Linked DNA regions of Mus musculus: region 2 is linked to region 1. A link is a contact called in public Hi-C data. All regions are on one chromosome and are shown on one strand. Each heading gives the region's core, a stretch centred on a gene start, on an enhancer-like site or on the middle of the called end of the contact. The rest is flanking DNA. Distances are from core to core; before and after follow the strand shown. Region 1 overlaps Tdrd7 (tudor domain containing 7). Region 2 holds the start of Tmod1 (tropomodulin 1).

Evidence for each region. A called contact is a pair of places that touch in the nucleus more often than the background predicts.
Region 2: a contact with region 1 is called in a Hi-C map of rod photoreceptor, with 2.0 times the contacts expected there. The contact joins the promoter of Tmod1 here to the enhancer-like site in region 1. A contact is called at or near these places in 2 of 39 promoter capture datasets (the 3T3-L1 cell line and hippocampal neurons), 7 of 484 Hi-C or Micro-C datasets (8-cell embryo, the C2C12 cell line, the N1E-115 cell line and 4 more), 2 of 115 datasets of contacts at active chromatin or transcription factors (both in embryonic stem cells) and 3 of 9 other capture datasets (adipose tissue, liver and pancreatic islet).

Annotation. Positions count from the first base shown.
Region 1 is chr4:45,986,989-45,994,928 of GRCm38.p6, reverse strand. It overlaps Tdrd7 (tudor domain containing 7), which reads right to left. Exons shown (of 17, transcript NM_146142.2): 2 at 7,255-7,467; 3 at 5,710-5,851; 4 at 4,699-4,879; 5 at 2,659-2,732; 6 at 405-622. The coding sequence starts at 7,461. It overlaps Gm52728 (a long non-coding RNA gene), which reads left to right. Exons shown (of 3, transcript XR_003955392.1): 3 at 2,134-2,150. Among named protein-coding and RNA genes, the nearest start is that of Gm52728, 7.9 kb to the left of the region's middle. Within about 2 kb of position 4,283, at least 8 of the 459 cell types and tissues checked have an H3K27ac peak or open chromatin away from gene starts, as enhancers often do. A contact at or near this core is called in rod photoreceptor, where this site is marked.
Region 2 is chr4:46,035,154-46,043,093 of GRCm38.p6, reverse strand. Tmod1 (tropomodulin 1) reads right to left here and starts at 3,872. Exons shown (of 10, transcript NM_021883.2): 1 at 3,785-3,872.

The DNA of each region.
Region 1 (7,940 bases), core at 3,034-5,533:
AATTACAATTAGCACAAATGAAATAAATTTGTTCCAACTGAAAAGCCTTTAAAAATGCTCAAGGATAAGCATATACAAACTAGGACTAATACAAACTGTGACCAATAAACTAAAATGGCACAACAGCCAATGTTTATTGGCAGAAGTTCAATCAACACAAAATGGTACACAGTACATATTACCAAATATTAAATGCATCTTAAAACTCAGACAAAATAGGTAACAGCACTCCAAGCTCGTCATTTGTTTGTAGGAGTAAGAAGCCACGTGTGTTAATCTCAGAGACAGTTAGTCAGAAGCTCATGGCAGCATTATGAGCAGCATTCTGCTCTGCGACTACTAACTTGGGACCTGCAAGCTGGGCAGGGAGGGGGCATAGAGGGGAAGAAGAAGGAAACACGTACCGTGCAAATGTGAGGCCAGTGTTCAAACTGCTGTAAAACTCCTTGGTTAAGGTCTTCTTTATAAAACTCTTTGTAAAAATGTGGAAGCTTAGATATCCAAATGCCATTGTTATGCTTGTCTAATATTTCCTTTATGCGGTTTTGAACCTCATCCATCTTATTAGTGTAAGAGGCAGGAGGCGTGATATTTGGTTTCTCAACAGTCTGATTTAAATTATCTTTAAATTAAAAGAATGATAGAATTAATAGATTATTCCATTACCTAGCATTTGTGTCTCTGACTCTGCTATGCTGTGGGCTCTGGGATCCTGAACTTAGAAACCTGTGGACTAAGCTGAGCGGCTCTGAGGACTGCCTCATCTACTATCCCTGAGTTCTAGCAGCAAAGCCAAGACACCTTCAATGAGAGGACTTATCCCTTCATTTTGCAGGGATACTTTATAGTTTACTTTGAACATTATGACAATCGTTCTGAGTAAAAAGTAATGTTTTATTTTTAATGGCAACTAAGGGAGACAATATTTTAGATAATATATGTGTAGTGCTCAACTGAAGCTATAATCTACGAGGCACAAAAAGTAGGAAGAGTGCTTTAATAAAAGATAAAAAGATGTCCAGGTTTTCTGACTATGATGAACTTTCTCTTTAACTAAGAAAAACAATTTAACAATCCACAGGAGCCTGAAATCTACAAAAAAATGATTCTAGCTAGTTTATGGACATCAACCACAGGTCTGGCTTCTACTTCTTCAACATTTATCTTTCATAAAGTTTTAGCTGGCTTCTTTCACTCCTGTTTATTTTTTTATTTAAACTCAGAATGCCTGAGTTTACATACTAATCAAGAGAAACCTGTGTGTTACTGTGACCATTGTGGTATTTTAACTATGGAAATAATGTCAAACCTACATAGAATTCTATCGGGATATATATCAACATATCAAAATCTAACACCTACATGAAAAATTTATTTACAATTTAATCAGATACCTTTTCTGCTAAGTAAAGTCATTTTTATTTTCTTCTTCATTAACTAATAAGAGATAGATAGCCTAGTCTGGGGATACTGATCTCTAAGGATACCAGGTACCAAAAAGAGCTTTCCTTGAGGATCCTTAGTGATTACTCCTCTCTTCTCACTAGAAGACACAATGATGTGCCTCTGCCACCCTTAGACTGGCACAGAGAGGAGAAGGGTCCAGGATACCCATAACTGTTTCCTATTAAGGAAATAACATATTCTATTTTAAACTCCTAAAGAGGCATACAACTTCACTGAGTAGTCATGATCTAGAAAATTCATATGTAAAAATAGTTCTTATATACAAAAATCATACTATTCACTTTCATTATCAATACTGTAAGAATACTCCTATGTAAAAGGAATCTATACTCAATAAGAGACATAATGCAAGCAACAAATCCTGCCCAGTTATTTCACAGAGCAGAGCCAGCCCTCCGGAAAGCTGTTCTTGGTGAGAGTACTCAGTGGAGTCACATGCTGCTTGCAAAGGCAAGTCCAGGAGTGGTGCACTTCTAACCAGCAGTTTCCTTGGCTTCATTTGCTAGCCTATTGTTTCCTAATGGCCCTTTTCATTTCATAACCAATAATTACTTACACCCAGCTGTCACCTCACCATTTAAAATAATTTTAATCTTTATTTTTTTCATTTTATGTGAATGGATGTTTTGACTGCATGTATGTCTGTGCACCTCCACATATATGCAGTGCCTGCAGAAGTAAGAAGAGGGTGTCAGATATTCTGGGACAGGAACCACATTGGCTTTGGGAATCAAACCTGGATCCTTTGGAAGAGCAGCCACTACTCTGAACTTGTGAGTTATTTCTCCAGGCCCCACACCTCACAGTTCACAGTGCCAACTTTTACTAGTACAGCAACTCGAGAATCTCTTATGAATTTAAGCCCCACATTTAGACCTTGAAAGAGAGCAGGTAGTTTCCTTAAAGTGAGGCCTCTGCATGTCAAATCTTGAGGGTTCACTCTCTAATTAGGGAGTGGGTGACACGTGGCCATGGAGCAGAATGGGTCTGGTGTGATGGAGGCCTCAATGCACACTGACGTTATCACTGGAAGCATTATTTTCTCTAAAGATCACTTCAATCCATGAGTCTGCAGTTAGAAATGGAGTGAGGGAGATAAATCTCATGCAGGAGAAGTGAGAGCGCATGTCAAAAGCCACCATTAGATTGCTCTGTTGGGGCCCGAGACTCATGCACATCTGGAGAACATACCATTGACTTCCGTAGGGCAGGCCCTTGAGATGTGTGTCTGGAAAGACGCTGGCAAGGATGACTTTGGACTGAACCTAAGGTGTGAAAACAGCAAGTTTTAAACACTGCTTTTCATTTAAAGTCCCCATGTCACTGACCAACAAAATAACTTAAGAAAATATCCCAAAATATGAAAACACATTTGGCATCATATTTCATATTTACTCAGAGGTATGTTAAAAGCTAAATTCAAAGTAGGTTTTTGAAAGTCTTTTAGAACCTGGAGTAAGAGTTTCAACTAATCATCTTTAAAGGGATAAATAAATAAAAGCACATGAAGAATAAACACTTAAAATACGGACTATTATGGAACATAACCACATGCACAAGACTAGCTGCAGCACAGAGTGGGACATGCTGCAGTCACAGCCTTTAACCCAGGCGCTGGAGAACAGGAGCAGACCGTACAAACATTAGCTTTAGCTTGGCTGTAGTGGAACTGAAGTTTCAAAGTCAGCAGACAGGCTGCTCGAATAACCACACGGAGAAAAGAGACATAGGCCCCTGCCTACCTCACATCCTTTCCAACATAATTTACTATCAACTGTTGGACTCACATAGAAAGATGTTTCCAGATATAAGTATGAATAAACCACACCCACACACATGCATGCACACATACACCCACACACATCCATATACATAGGCGTGCACCCCACACCCAACATGCATCCACATGCTCCTCCATATGCACCCCACATCAACTCCCCACATTCTTACTCCTCTGTCTGTCTGTCTGTCTCGCTCACTCTGTGTGTGTGTGTGTATATTTTTCCTTCAGTAGTGTCCCAGGCTCTTGAGTAATGTTTAGTACTAGCATGGGAGAGTGAGTGTTATAAGACTTGCTGAATGAACCATGATCAAAGGAAACAGTGACTGTATTTTTGTCATTGTGGGAAGCAGTCACAATTTTGAGCAGCACAAAAGATTTAAAAACTAAACTGTTTCAAATGAAGCATATTTCCTAATGGTATTTTAATTCTAAAAGAAGCAATCAGGCTGTCAACTACTAATAATGGATTTAGCACATGCCAATGCTCTGCACTAAGCTATATACGTTCTCAACAGAAAATGCCAAAGCACACCTTTCTGCCAAGCTATTTTTAAATTAATTTTTCCTAACTATTTAGCATCTGGATGGAAAGCTTCTGAGGAAAAACTCATCTTTACCGCCAAGCAGACACAGCTTAAAGGAATATGACATCACAAATTTACAGAAAGGCACAGCTTTCAACTTGGAAGGGAGATGGACACTGATTTATCTCTATCAGGGCTCAGCACGTATTTCCTGTCAGGAGGCCAACAGGACAGACTTCAGGCTCTGCACAACCACTCAACTCTGCCACTGCAGTAAAAAACAACACAGGCCATACATGAACAGAGTGTGGCCATGCTCCTATAAAACTGTATTTACAAAAGCAGGCAGTGAGTTTCTGAATTGTAGCTTGCTGACCTCTAGGTGACTTCTTAGAAGCATAACATTTAGAAATAGAAAGAATCCGTTTGATCAGCTTCCTGCATGCTTTCACTGGACAAGTGTGGAATCGTCCGCACAACATAAAACAATGAGCTTAAGTTGGCTGCGCAGGCATGGTCACACCCAAGCAGGGGCTAGGAGTGCCAGTGCACCAAGATCAAATGCTACTGCCTGACTGTGGCAATTACCAGAGCAAAGGTGAATGAACATACAGCTAAATGAGATTGTACCTGAAACTTACTAACTGTAAGAACAATTTTGTAGAAAAATTTGAATATACAAAATAGCATCTTAGAAGAACTTATTAGAGTGTGTACAGCTGACTGGACAAGGAGAGATGGCAACAGCAGGAGGAAACAGTACGGGGGTCACTCAGGGGATGCCACCAGGCAGTAAGAGGATTAACAGCTATGCGTGTGATGCAGGTAACATGAAGAAAATGCTTCTCCTATGAACACACACTTCTAACAGTGGTTACCCAGCTCTCCACACTGCTCCTTTAAGCCAGATGGTGCCCGGGGTACCTGCTATTGGCAGACATGCTCGCGTGCCTCTGCACTGGAGTGTCTGGGTACGGCGGCATGTCCACGTCAGCCTTAACTCCCAAGGCGCTTCCTCTGTCTCTTAACAGCGCTGAATTAGGTTTCCTGCTGATGGAATAATCTGAGGCAAATCCTGGTTGTCTGAGAGTTGCCTTTGGCTTTCCTATAAATTAGGCAGATACAACATAATCAGCTGGCTTCCTCAGACTGTAGTTTCATTATGTTGCTCCAGATGTTTCTGCTGGTCATACTTCCCAGAACAATCAAAAGAACACAAGGAGGAGTGAGTAGGGGACACTAGAGACTGGGGAGTTCTGTGGATGGGTCTTGCCTGCCTCATTAGCCAGTGCTTGCTTCCGCTCACTACTGTGTGAGCACTTCCCAAGCCACCACCAGTTGGTGTGAAGCCAGCAGGACCCTCTTGCTTTCTCAGTGCACACATTCTGCCTGCACCCAAGTCGCCCATCATCATTCACAGTGATGGCTGCCTTGGCTAAAATGCTTCTGCCATGAATCACCTAACACTGCATATCACTGCCACACCACTGCTTGAGAATCTCGTTTTAGAATTTACTATAACTTCCTAGAGATAGGCATTCAGGAAATACAGCTGTTTATCGTGTTGTCAGGCCATGTAATTCATATTTCTCTGAAAAATAAATGTCTTAACCAAAAGACATAATCTGCTAAGTACAAAAGCCTACCACAGGTTCTTGGTTCATCCGACATTCTGGATGAGGATTCTTGACAAATAACCTAAAATGGTAAGACTGTACCTAGTTGTCACCACAGTCACCATCAGTTGCATTATTCTGCACTGTCACCACTGGATTTTGTAAGTCACATTCATCTTCATCATTTCAATGGAAATCCCAGTTGCAGGAATATTCTCCTGACATGTGGATATCAGTAAGTACTCAATGAACAGTTTATCAGGAACATGGGCAATAATTCTATAAGTCCTTATGATAATCTACTCAGGAAAAGACTTACCTTCTAGAAAGAACGGCATGGCTTTCTTCACTCTCATCTGACAATTAATTTGTCGCCCTATTTTCCTTTTAGAGGTCCTCTGACGAGCCACAAGCTGAGCGATCCTTGCAGTTTCTGTGCAGGCTACTGCATAGCAGACGATCTGTGAGCAGCAGAGTGAGAGCAGGACATTCGGAGAGCCAGTTTGTAAGGGCTGGGTCCCAGTGAGCCAACGTACCCCAGAGCCCGGGGTACACAACTCCCAGTGCCTTTCTCCCAAATTTCCAGAACCAAAATTATATTTAACACAGAAGGAATCATGCGTGGTCCAGTACTCTTTCTTCAAGTTGAGAGTTTCATTTATTTTTTAAACAGATACTTATTAATCATTTACAGTAAAGTAAGTACTGGGGAACAAGCAACCGAGCCAAAGGCATCCTGTGCTCTGCACACACCAGCTCAGAGGCGCATGCACGTGTATCAGCTCAAGTGCGTGAGTGGTACATCCTTCCGCCACTTACCCAGGAAAAACAGCGAGTGCTCAGAAAGCTAAGCTCCAGGCTCACACACTGAGGCTGTCTCTCTGAGGCTAAAGGATGTTATTTTTTAAAATTACATTTGTTTGTGCATGTGTTACTCTAAGTTGAAATTAAGAACAATATAGCTTTATGCAACACCTACAGTTTACAGTACTCTTGGCCAGTGCTTCTATTCTTCAGAATACAAAGAAAAAAGCTACATGCCTCGGTATGTTCAGTAGGGGATATTATAATAGTCAAAACTACATTCCTAAATGCTCAAAATAGTGGGAAAAAGTTCAAAGTAAAACATAATTCAAAACGGAAGCACTATTAGTTCATTCATTCATTTGCATACATCATCTTTCAGGCATTCAGCACATTTATAAAGTGCTCATTATGAAGAGAGAAAAAAGCAAATCTCTCACTCTCAGAATCTTTTTTAAGAGAGAAAAGTTGAAAACTCTGTAATGAGTGCTGTAAGGCGCAGGAGCTGAAGGCTTAGACCTGGGAGGCTGTGGGGTGCCAGCACATGCTTATGACTGACACCCACGTGTAATTAACTGCCATCTTCCCGTACACACGCTCTTACAAAAGAGCTTGTCCTCCGACTGTTCTCTTGATCCTGCTCCCCTTTCTTCTCTACCAAACCCCTCCTACCCCACATACACAGACACTGGCATTAGGTAAATATTCCAAATACCCTGGGGGATATATTACATGAGATGTGAGAATATTCCAAATACTCTGGGGATATATTACACGAGATGTGAGAATATCCCAAATTCCCTGGGGGGTATATTACACGAGATGTGAGAATATTCCAAATACCCTGGGGGATATATTACACGAGACATGAGAATATCCCAAATACCCTGGGGATATATTACACGAGACATGAGAATGGGCTGAACCTTGAGTGTGCTGTCACTGTGGATCTAAGCTACTCAGTGTGTGCTTTTCTTATACCAGAGGTATGAGATCAGAAGCACCAGGCAGGTGACTCTGACTCAGTGTCAGAATTCTGACAGGCCAGATGCCATCTTACCTCTCCAGATCTACTAGCCTCTATCCTGACAACTGCTGGCACGCTTCTCAGGTAGGCTTCCAAAGTAGGGTAGCCCAGCTGCTTGAAGGGGATCCAGTCTCCAGTCAAAGATCGGTACTCTCCTTGGAGACGGGGTAATACGATCCCGTTCTTATGAGACTGCAGGACAGCCCTTAGCATCTTTGAAACCAGATCTGCCTCCAGCATCTTTGCCTATAAAAACACAAAAGAAGGTCATTATTATGGCTCATCAGCCTGTGAATGTGAATATACTTCAGAGTTGAAGCTTTTTAGATTGTGCCACAAATGAGTGCTGGAGGTCTCCTGTGGGATAACAATGCAAGGGACTATCTACCATGACATCAAAGTAGGGACTACCATGGGACTATGGGGGAAGTCAGAAAGGTGCAGGAAGAGCCTGTGTGGATTTCTGGTAGACACAATAGGAGGAAGATGGGGCTGTGGGGCTAGGGAGAATTCAAAGGCAGAGGTGAGGAGAGGGGCATGGGGGTGGGGGTGCTCAGAGAACTTTAGGGGGCCGTGTGACTGACAGGACTGCACACTTTGAGATGACCACAGTTTGCTAATGACGTCATCTGTCAAAAGTAATGCATCACTGAAGGGAGATCACAAATGAGGGAAACAAAGGGTCCAGCTCTGAAGTTAGAGAGGTTGCGGACTACCCA
Region 2 (7,940 bases), core at 2,623-5,122, 49 kb before region 1:
GTCTTTACTAGGAAATGGGGAATTCCCCCCAAAAGAACATTGAAAGGACCATGGCTCTGCTTTGGGAAGCTCTCTGAACGGCAGCATAATCCCCCTTTTTAAGAAACTCTGACAATAGCCTGGGGTAGAGACGCCTAAGTCCTTGACTGCAATGATGAATGTGGACCTTTGAATGGATAGGAGCTGTAAAGGAAGGCAGCGTCTACTGAATGGCCGTGTGGAAGGGAGGCTCTGCCTTGGTGCCTGGGTGGACCGTGGCTTTGTTGACTAAGATGAGAACACAAGAAGATGGACAGGAGAGACCAAGGCTAGGTCTGCTGAGGTTGAAACATCTTTGGGGAGCTATTACTGGCGTTGTGCAGTATGCAGGGGCCCAGGGCTAACAGAAATGGGAGAGGGGGTGGGGCAAGAGGCCAGGAGAACTAAAAGCAGCTGCACAGAAAGGCTGAGCAGTAGATAAGCCCATGAAGAAGTCAGAGTGAGGCCAAGAGGCGTCTGCTTTCCTTGGCTTGTTTGGGCACTGGAGGAAATGTCCAATGGTTACTGCCATGGTCCACTACAGACGTCTTTAGCAACAGCCCTGTGGCGCTACTCTAATATCCTAGAGTAAAAGGCAGCCTGGTAAAGGGAACACGGAGTATAAAAAGGACAGGGGCAGAGGGGTGGGACCTGTCTTCTTCTCCACTTCCCACCCTCTCAGGCACTGTGATATGGAGCCTGTCCTCTCCAGGAGGGCACAAGGGACGTGCGTGCTTGAGTGTTTAGCATTTCTATCAGACAAGGACCCAGTGCCTCGGCCCAGGAGGCTCCAGACCACATCCTAGGTTGATTCCAGTGAGCTCATTCTTTCAGAGGCTGTTGCCATCATAATAAACCAGAAGACTGTATAAAACAAAAGGGAGCCAGCCCCCCCCCCCCCCAGCGCTGTGGGAGTGACTCCTGCTAATCCCAGGAAGCAGGCCCCTGGCTTTAAACTGATAATGACTCCTAGCAGCCAAATAATTGATCTAGCTGGTGTTCTGGCTTTAAGGGAAAGTGAACTGGCCTCTTTAGAAATGTTGGCAGCCTGGGCTGGCCCATTAGTAAGACTGAAAAATCAAAACACTGTCCGGAAGAAGCCATATGACTGGGCTCAGCAGAAGTCATCAATAGATGACATCATCTCAGAAGTTAGCAAGCCAAGGTCATGGGGCCCCCAGAGCAGGGTCAGCTCACCCTTCACGGCTCACAGATACTGAGTCAGCCAGGGGACACAGGGGCCCAGACCAGAGCCTGCTTCATTCTAACTCCCCCCCACCCCCAAGCCCCCCCTTTATTTTTGCTCAGCAAAGTCTAGAGGGTTGAAAGCCACTTGCAAAGCTGGTGACATATGGCATGTTCTTAAGGAAGGACCTCAATCCTGCCATGGGCACACCCCTCAGATTCTCTTACACTCTGTGGTTGCCCCTTGATTTGCCTCTACCACTTATGCTGGCCATGTCACAAACACTGAGGGCTGCCCTCTGCCCCAGCTCTGACTGCCTTTCTCATCTACGCTCTGAGAGAGTTGGGAGCTGTCTCTACTTAAGCTCCAGCCTCTGTCTCCTTAACCACATCCTCACAAGGTACTGGGCAGGGTCTAACGAAGCTCAGGGCTTGCCCATCATCACTTCCTATCACAGCCTGAATGAAGTGTCCACTATGGCTAGCCCTGTTGTACACAGGGGGAAACTGAGGGCACCAGCTTGGTCTCCAGCCAATCCTAGTTTTTAATGCTCGGCTGTGCTGCAACCAAGTCCCCAATGCCTACCCTGGATTCTGACGGAGTCTCCACACTTCTCAGCATTCTATCCCTGTGTAGTAACTGTGCCCACCTCTCCACTAGGCTCTTGGAAGGCTGCAGCCCCCTCTACCCTCACCCCCCCACACACACACACACCTGGACTCCTGGGGTCCTCATCCCAGATCTGGTGCCCCAGATCTCCCCTGCACTTCCTTTTTCTCCAGCTAGAGGGCTTCCCAGAAGACTTCCAGCCCTGCCTCTTCTGCACTCCAGCGCCACTAAAGACCATCCTGTCCACTAAGGTCATTTCTCAAGGTCACACTGAGTGGGTAACAGAGCCGGGGCTGGAGCTAGGGGCCTGAACTCCTGGCCATTCCCTTTATTGCTTAGAGCTGACACCACCTAGTCCCTGTGTTCTGTAGTTAAGCTGCAGCCAAGAGCCCTGCCCAAGAAGGGAGAGAAGGTGTGAGACTCTGATAAGGTGGGCTGGGCTATTTTTAGAGGGCTCTAACTTCCCACTTAGGATGCGAGGCACCCAAGAGCCAGTGGCTGTCTAAACCGTGGACTGCAAGGCTAGCTCATTAGAGAGCAGATGCCAGAGTGACAGGCGCCCTGTCTTCACTCTGCCTGTTTGTTGTGAGGTTTGAAGTCGGTGAGAATCTTCCTATTGGGTGATTCCCCTTTCACTCATTTATCTGTGAAGCCCGGAGATAGCTTTAGAGAAAACGGAGCGATCTTCAGGATCTATTACTAGACTCTCCACACTATTACTCCAGCCTGGGAAAGTCCCAGACATTAGCAGATCACAAAAGAGGGGTGCAGAGTCCCCAAACCTGCCAGGAAAGGTCGGTAGAGACAGGAAAGGCAAGCAGACTGCAGTGGGGGTTGGCATGACCTTGAGCAAAGGGTTCTGAAGCCCTTACAGGGGCAACAGTGGGACCCAGGGTGAAAGATAAACCCTGTGGGAGGGAGCCCCCACTAAGAAAGAACCCAGAATCTGGGTTTAGAGTCTGGCTCTGCCAGGTCTTCGGAATCTCATGGGGAAAGCTGAGAGAGGTAACTAAACAGAGAGCTGGGGAGGTTCCGGGTTAAGGGAGTTATCACAGGTGCCACACAGGGAACTGAATTGCCTGAGCCTGCCCAGTTCATTTGGTCACTTGTTTTGCCGAGGTGCTGCTAGCAACTCAGCCTAGAGATGCTCCCAAACACCCCAGGCACACTTCCCAGGCTATTCCGAGGGCCACAGTGGGTCCTAGGCCAGGATTTGAGTTCCAAGAGCCACCAAAGTCTCTGACTTTTGCAGCTGTGTCCTCAGCATCCTTACCCTGCCTGAAACTGCAGAACAGGTGCAGGGGAGTGTAGGCAGTTCAGAGCACGCCCTGGCCACTCTCGTGGCCCCGGGTACCATCTCTTTGAAGGACCCTAACTTCACCTTACAAACAGGAAAACGAGATCCAGAAAAGAAAGGAGGGTTGCCTAGGCCGCCCCTCAAACTGGAGACAACCAGTGGCCTCCTGCCTCTACCTGGTTGCGCGCAGCGAGGCAAGCGCAGCTGGTGCTTTAAACCTCAGCTAGTTCCAGCAGTTTGGGAAACTTTTCAGGCGCCGGCCAGATCGGTGCTCAGAGGACTCAGCGTCCCCCGAGCGTGTATCCCCTTCCTCCCCAGACTCCCAGGAGGGCTCGTGACCAGCTCACAACGTGCCAATGCCCAAGGCACCCCGGGCGGCTCCCAAGGTCCCCGGGAGACCAGGTCTAGTGCCCCGGGCGCCCTGACTAGGGTTGGGCGCATCAGGCTGCAGGGACGCTTAGCGCCAGCGACCCGATCATCAGGCTGGGGAACCGGACCCCGATCCCCGAAGGCCACCCGAGGCGGCGGCTATTTATAGAGGGAACCGTGCTCAGTCCCTTCTCAGCGGCTGCGACAGCTGAATATTTTGCCCAGATATGGCTGCGCCCCGGCGCGGCGGCAGGGAGCCCCGCGAGGCCGAGGGGGACCTAGGGATGGCGGGCGGGGGGTCTTACCGGGATGCGGGGTGGCGCGAGCGCGGGCGGCGGCAATGAGCGGAACGCGGGGCTTGGCGAGTTCCCTGGCGGCCGCGGGTGGGAAGCCGGGGGCGGGCCCTGTTCTGCTGTCACCGCGCCCCGCCCCAACCCGCCGCCCTCCCCGCCCTCCTGCTCTACCAGGGGCGACAGGGTGCTGCGCGGTCCCCGGCCTGGGAGCAACACTCGCTATTAGGATCTAGGGCCACCCCAGCCCCGGAGGCAGGGGAATGTGTGGTTCCCTGCCTTGTTCTCGGTTTCTCCAACTTGATTTTATGCTACGTTGGAGGTATCTGGACAAAGTCGCGCAGATCTTTACTCTCGTCTAGAATGTTCCAGTAAAGTCAGCACAGCTACACCTAGCTTCCTTTGAAGAGGCAACCTGTCCCCTCGGCCAGGACTGGCACGGGCCCAGGGCTTAATAACCATCTGTGGACGTGCAATTCCAACGCAGAATTGAACGCCTTCTCCCTACACAGCATTGAGACTGGAGCGTCCGAAATCACCACTTAAAATAATCGGAATGAAAGTTCCTCCTTCTTAAAAGGCTAATGTGTTCTCTCCAGAACAAACCACTTAAACCCAAACCGAAGCCTTTAAGTGTTTCAATAAACAAACGGCTCCTACCAACGAATCCAAACAGGCACAGGGAACATCTCCGTTGGATTATCCTACCGTATTTTTTGGTGAGGGAAATCTTAATTCCTAGATGCCTAAGGAGAAACGCTGAAAAGTATTTTCCTAATGCATTACTGTATTATAAAACCCTCGCCCTATTAAGAATGTCCTTTTCAAGGGAGAAGTGGGGTGTATTTTTAAACAAAGCAGGGACTTACTATTCCCAAGGACTTATTTTTAAGCGTTTTGTTGTGGGTGTAAATACTTTCAGGGCACATATTAGTGTGTAGCTTTCTGAATTTTATAGTAAGAACACCTGTGCAAGCCAACCAACAGCCTGACCCCGCTCCCCAGTCACCCACCTCTCCCTTCTAAGACACTGTTTTGTGGACCCTTCCAGAAGTCTTGCCCTTATTGTCAGGTTGGTGCCTCTTGCTCGCTGCTGAGGCTAATTTGTGACGCACCATTCTTTCCTACTGTTCAATTTATAGGTTTCATCCCCAGCGAATTTACCATATGAACATAATATGGTATTTCCATATGAATGCATCCTATTTTAAAAGTGTACTTTGCTAGTAGTGGAAATTCAGAATATTAGTGTGGCTCAGATTATTCTTTCTCATGGTCTGCAGGAAGCTGAGTTGGAGAGTTGAGTCTCTAGGAGAGATGAGCAGAGGATTAATGCTACTTGCAAGTGGTTCCCACTTAAGTTAAACCACTTCGGTTTAACAAGAATTGCTACATTGTAGCTACACTGGTAGAGAGGAGCCGCATTCATTGAGGCTTTGATCCACAACACCAATGCCCTGTGTTCACATTTGCTGACACCTTTTTGTTTATTGGCCAGCTGGATTTTCTTTTTTTGTGAAGTGTTCGTTCAAACTTCTTGCCTATTTTTACCGAAATACCCAATATATCAACACAATATGGACACATACCATATACCACATATGTAATATGCAACAGTGCGTATCCTTCCACTTTGCTCTTTCTCCTCCAGCCTTTTAAAGACAGCTGTCTCTGGCTCCCAGGTGCTCTGCCAGCTGTGTCTGGTACTTTGCTACCTTAGTCTCTCACAGGCAGGGCTCTGGTCCACTGGGAATGGACTCCGGACTTCAATACAGGCTAGTGGCTAAATTCATGTGTGTGTCAAGCGACCTCACATCACACTAATTTTATCCTTCCATCAAAAAACATAAATGCTTTAAGAATGGAAATGTTTAAGTCAGGGAAATAGGAAAGGCTTCCTTTGGTTGTGTACAATTCAGGGATCTGTGTTCTTTTCTGCTGCTGAAAGACATGGCTATAAAAATCATGACTTTGCAGCTATTGGATGGAACACAGGGCCCCCAATGGAGGTGCTAGAGAAAGTACCCAAGGAGCTAAATAGGGTCTGCAACCCTATAGGTGGAACAACAATATGAAATAATCAGTATCCCCAGAGCTCGTGTCTCTAGCTGCATAAGTAGCAGAAGATGGCCTAGTCGGCCATCACAGGGAAGAGAGGCCCCTTGGTCGTGCAAACTTTATATGCCTCAGTACAGGGGAACACCAGGGCCAAGAAGAGGGAGTGGGTGGTTAGGGGAGTGGGTGGGGGAGCATGTGGGGGACTTTTGGGATAGCATTTGAAATGTAAATGAAGAAAATACCTAATAAAAACATTTTAAAAAATCATGACTTTGCCTTAACTCAAACATTTATGTTCTGGAAAAATTTTTATTTCATCATAAATAATTATTTTAATCACTGGCATAAGTATTCTTAAATCTTGCTATTTTGGAAGAGTTTTTATTTCATAATAAACAATTATTTTAGTTAGTGGCATAAGTGTTCATGAGTATTTAAAAATACATTTTTTAAAAGCCAGAATACTTTGTTTGTTTGTTTTGTTTTGTTTTTTTCAAGACAGGGTTTCTCTGTGTAGCCTTGGCTGTCCTGGAACTCACTCTGTAGACCAGGCTGGCCTTGAACTCAGAGATCTGCCTGCCTCTGCCTCCCAAGCGCTGGGATTAAAGGCGTGTGCCACCACGCCCGGCTGGCCAGAATATTTTTTATACATTTAAGATGGAAAGCTTTAAAAGTCCTGGTCTTTTCTTTTCTAGTATTGCTTTCCCTAGTTTTTCTCAAATAAAAAGATGACTTTAAGAAAGTTTGTCTCCAGCCTGGTTTTCTCCTTGAAGTCCACTCACTTCCTATTCCCAATAGCCTCTGAGCATCTTCCCAGCAGTCTACTAGTTCAAATACAATGTGCTCAACCCAGACATTCACCTTCCACTCAGGCCTGGGTAAGGCACCAGCCTGGGTAAGGCCTGACTTTGCTTTGCTCCCACGCCTCCTGTATCTATGCTGTCTATGCTAAGATTCTAATTAAGAACTTCAGGATGTCTTCAATGTGTTTATTATTCCAGTGCTCTGCCCTTAGTCTGGGGGTTTCTCCACCTCATCCTAACCACAGCTAAAGCTTACAATCCACCCACTCGCCCGTCTGTCCACCAGTAAGCCAGCACATGCTGCACTGTCCAAAATGTCATTCTGTCTATGTGGATGACACAAGAAGTGATCATGTAACAGTTACAGAATCTAAAATGGTCTGTCCTCTTCCTGGTTCCATGATGCTGTGACATCCCATAACCAGTTAGCCAGCAATCGGCAAGGGTGGGAGTACAGACTGTATGCATGCTGTCAGGCAGTACAATTCAAGAGTCATCCGTCCATGAGCAGGTATTCATGGTGTGCTACTGGATAAAGAGATGGCTAGGAGTTGTCCCAAGGGGCCGTCATACTTGAGATGACTAAGACAGACAACTAGCTGGCTGTCTACTCTTAAGGTGCAGTGATACCAGGACCTGGAGAGGCATGCTCACATTTCACTGGAGAGCCACGCCTGGGGTAATCCCAGCACTCTGGAAGCAGGAGGATCTCCAGCCTGGACTATATAGCAAGACCTTTCAAAAAAGGACCAGGGCCAGCTCAGAGGGGAACAATCAAATCACTGCAACTATTGCAACGTCAGTAGTTCCGGATGGTGGCAAGTGGGTCCAGGCTCCAGGGGAAGGTCCAGGTAAAGCCAGGGTAAAGGACAACTGGAGAGGACAGGGCCAGGGAGGGAGAGTGTAGAAAGCCTGGCCCTCGAGGCTGGACAATGATAAGCCACACAAGGTTTGGGGTGAGGGCGGATGAGACGACTGAGCAGATAAAGAAAGGCACTTGTTGCCAAACTGATGGCTTGGGTTCAATTCTTAAAGACGATGAAAGGGTCAAGAACCAACTAGCTCCTGACGTTTCCCTGACTTCTACGTTGATCCATTTGACATGAAATAAGAAACACACATACACACTAACAATCTTTTTTTTTTTTTTTTTTTTAAATTTGAGACAAGGAGCCCCGTGCTATAAGTGGCTCCTCCTTTAGCAACACTGAGGTACCAGACACTGAGAATAAATATTCTGCTTTGGGGACATTTGCTACATCACTACACCAGAGTGGATCAAAGTGAAATCATTACATTCTCGATTTGTT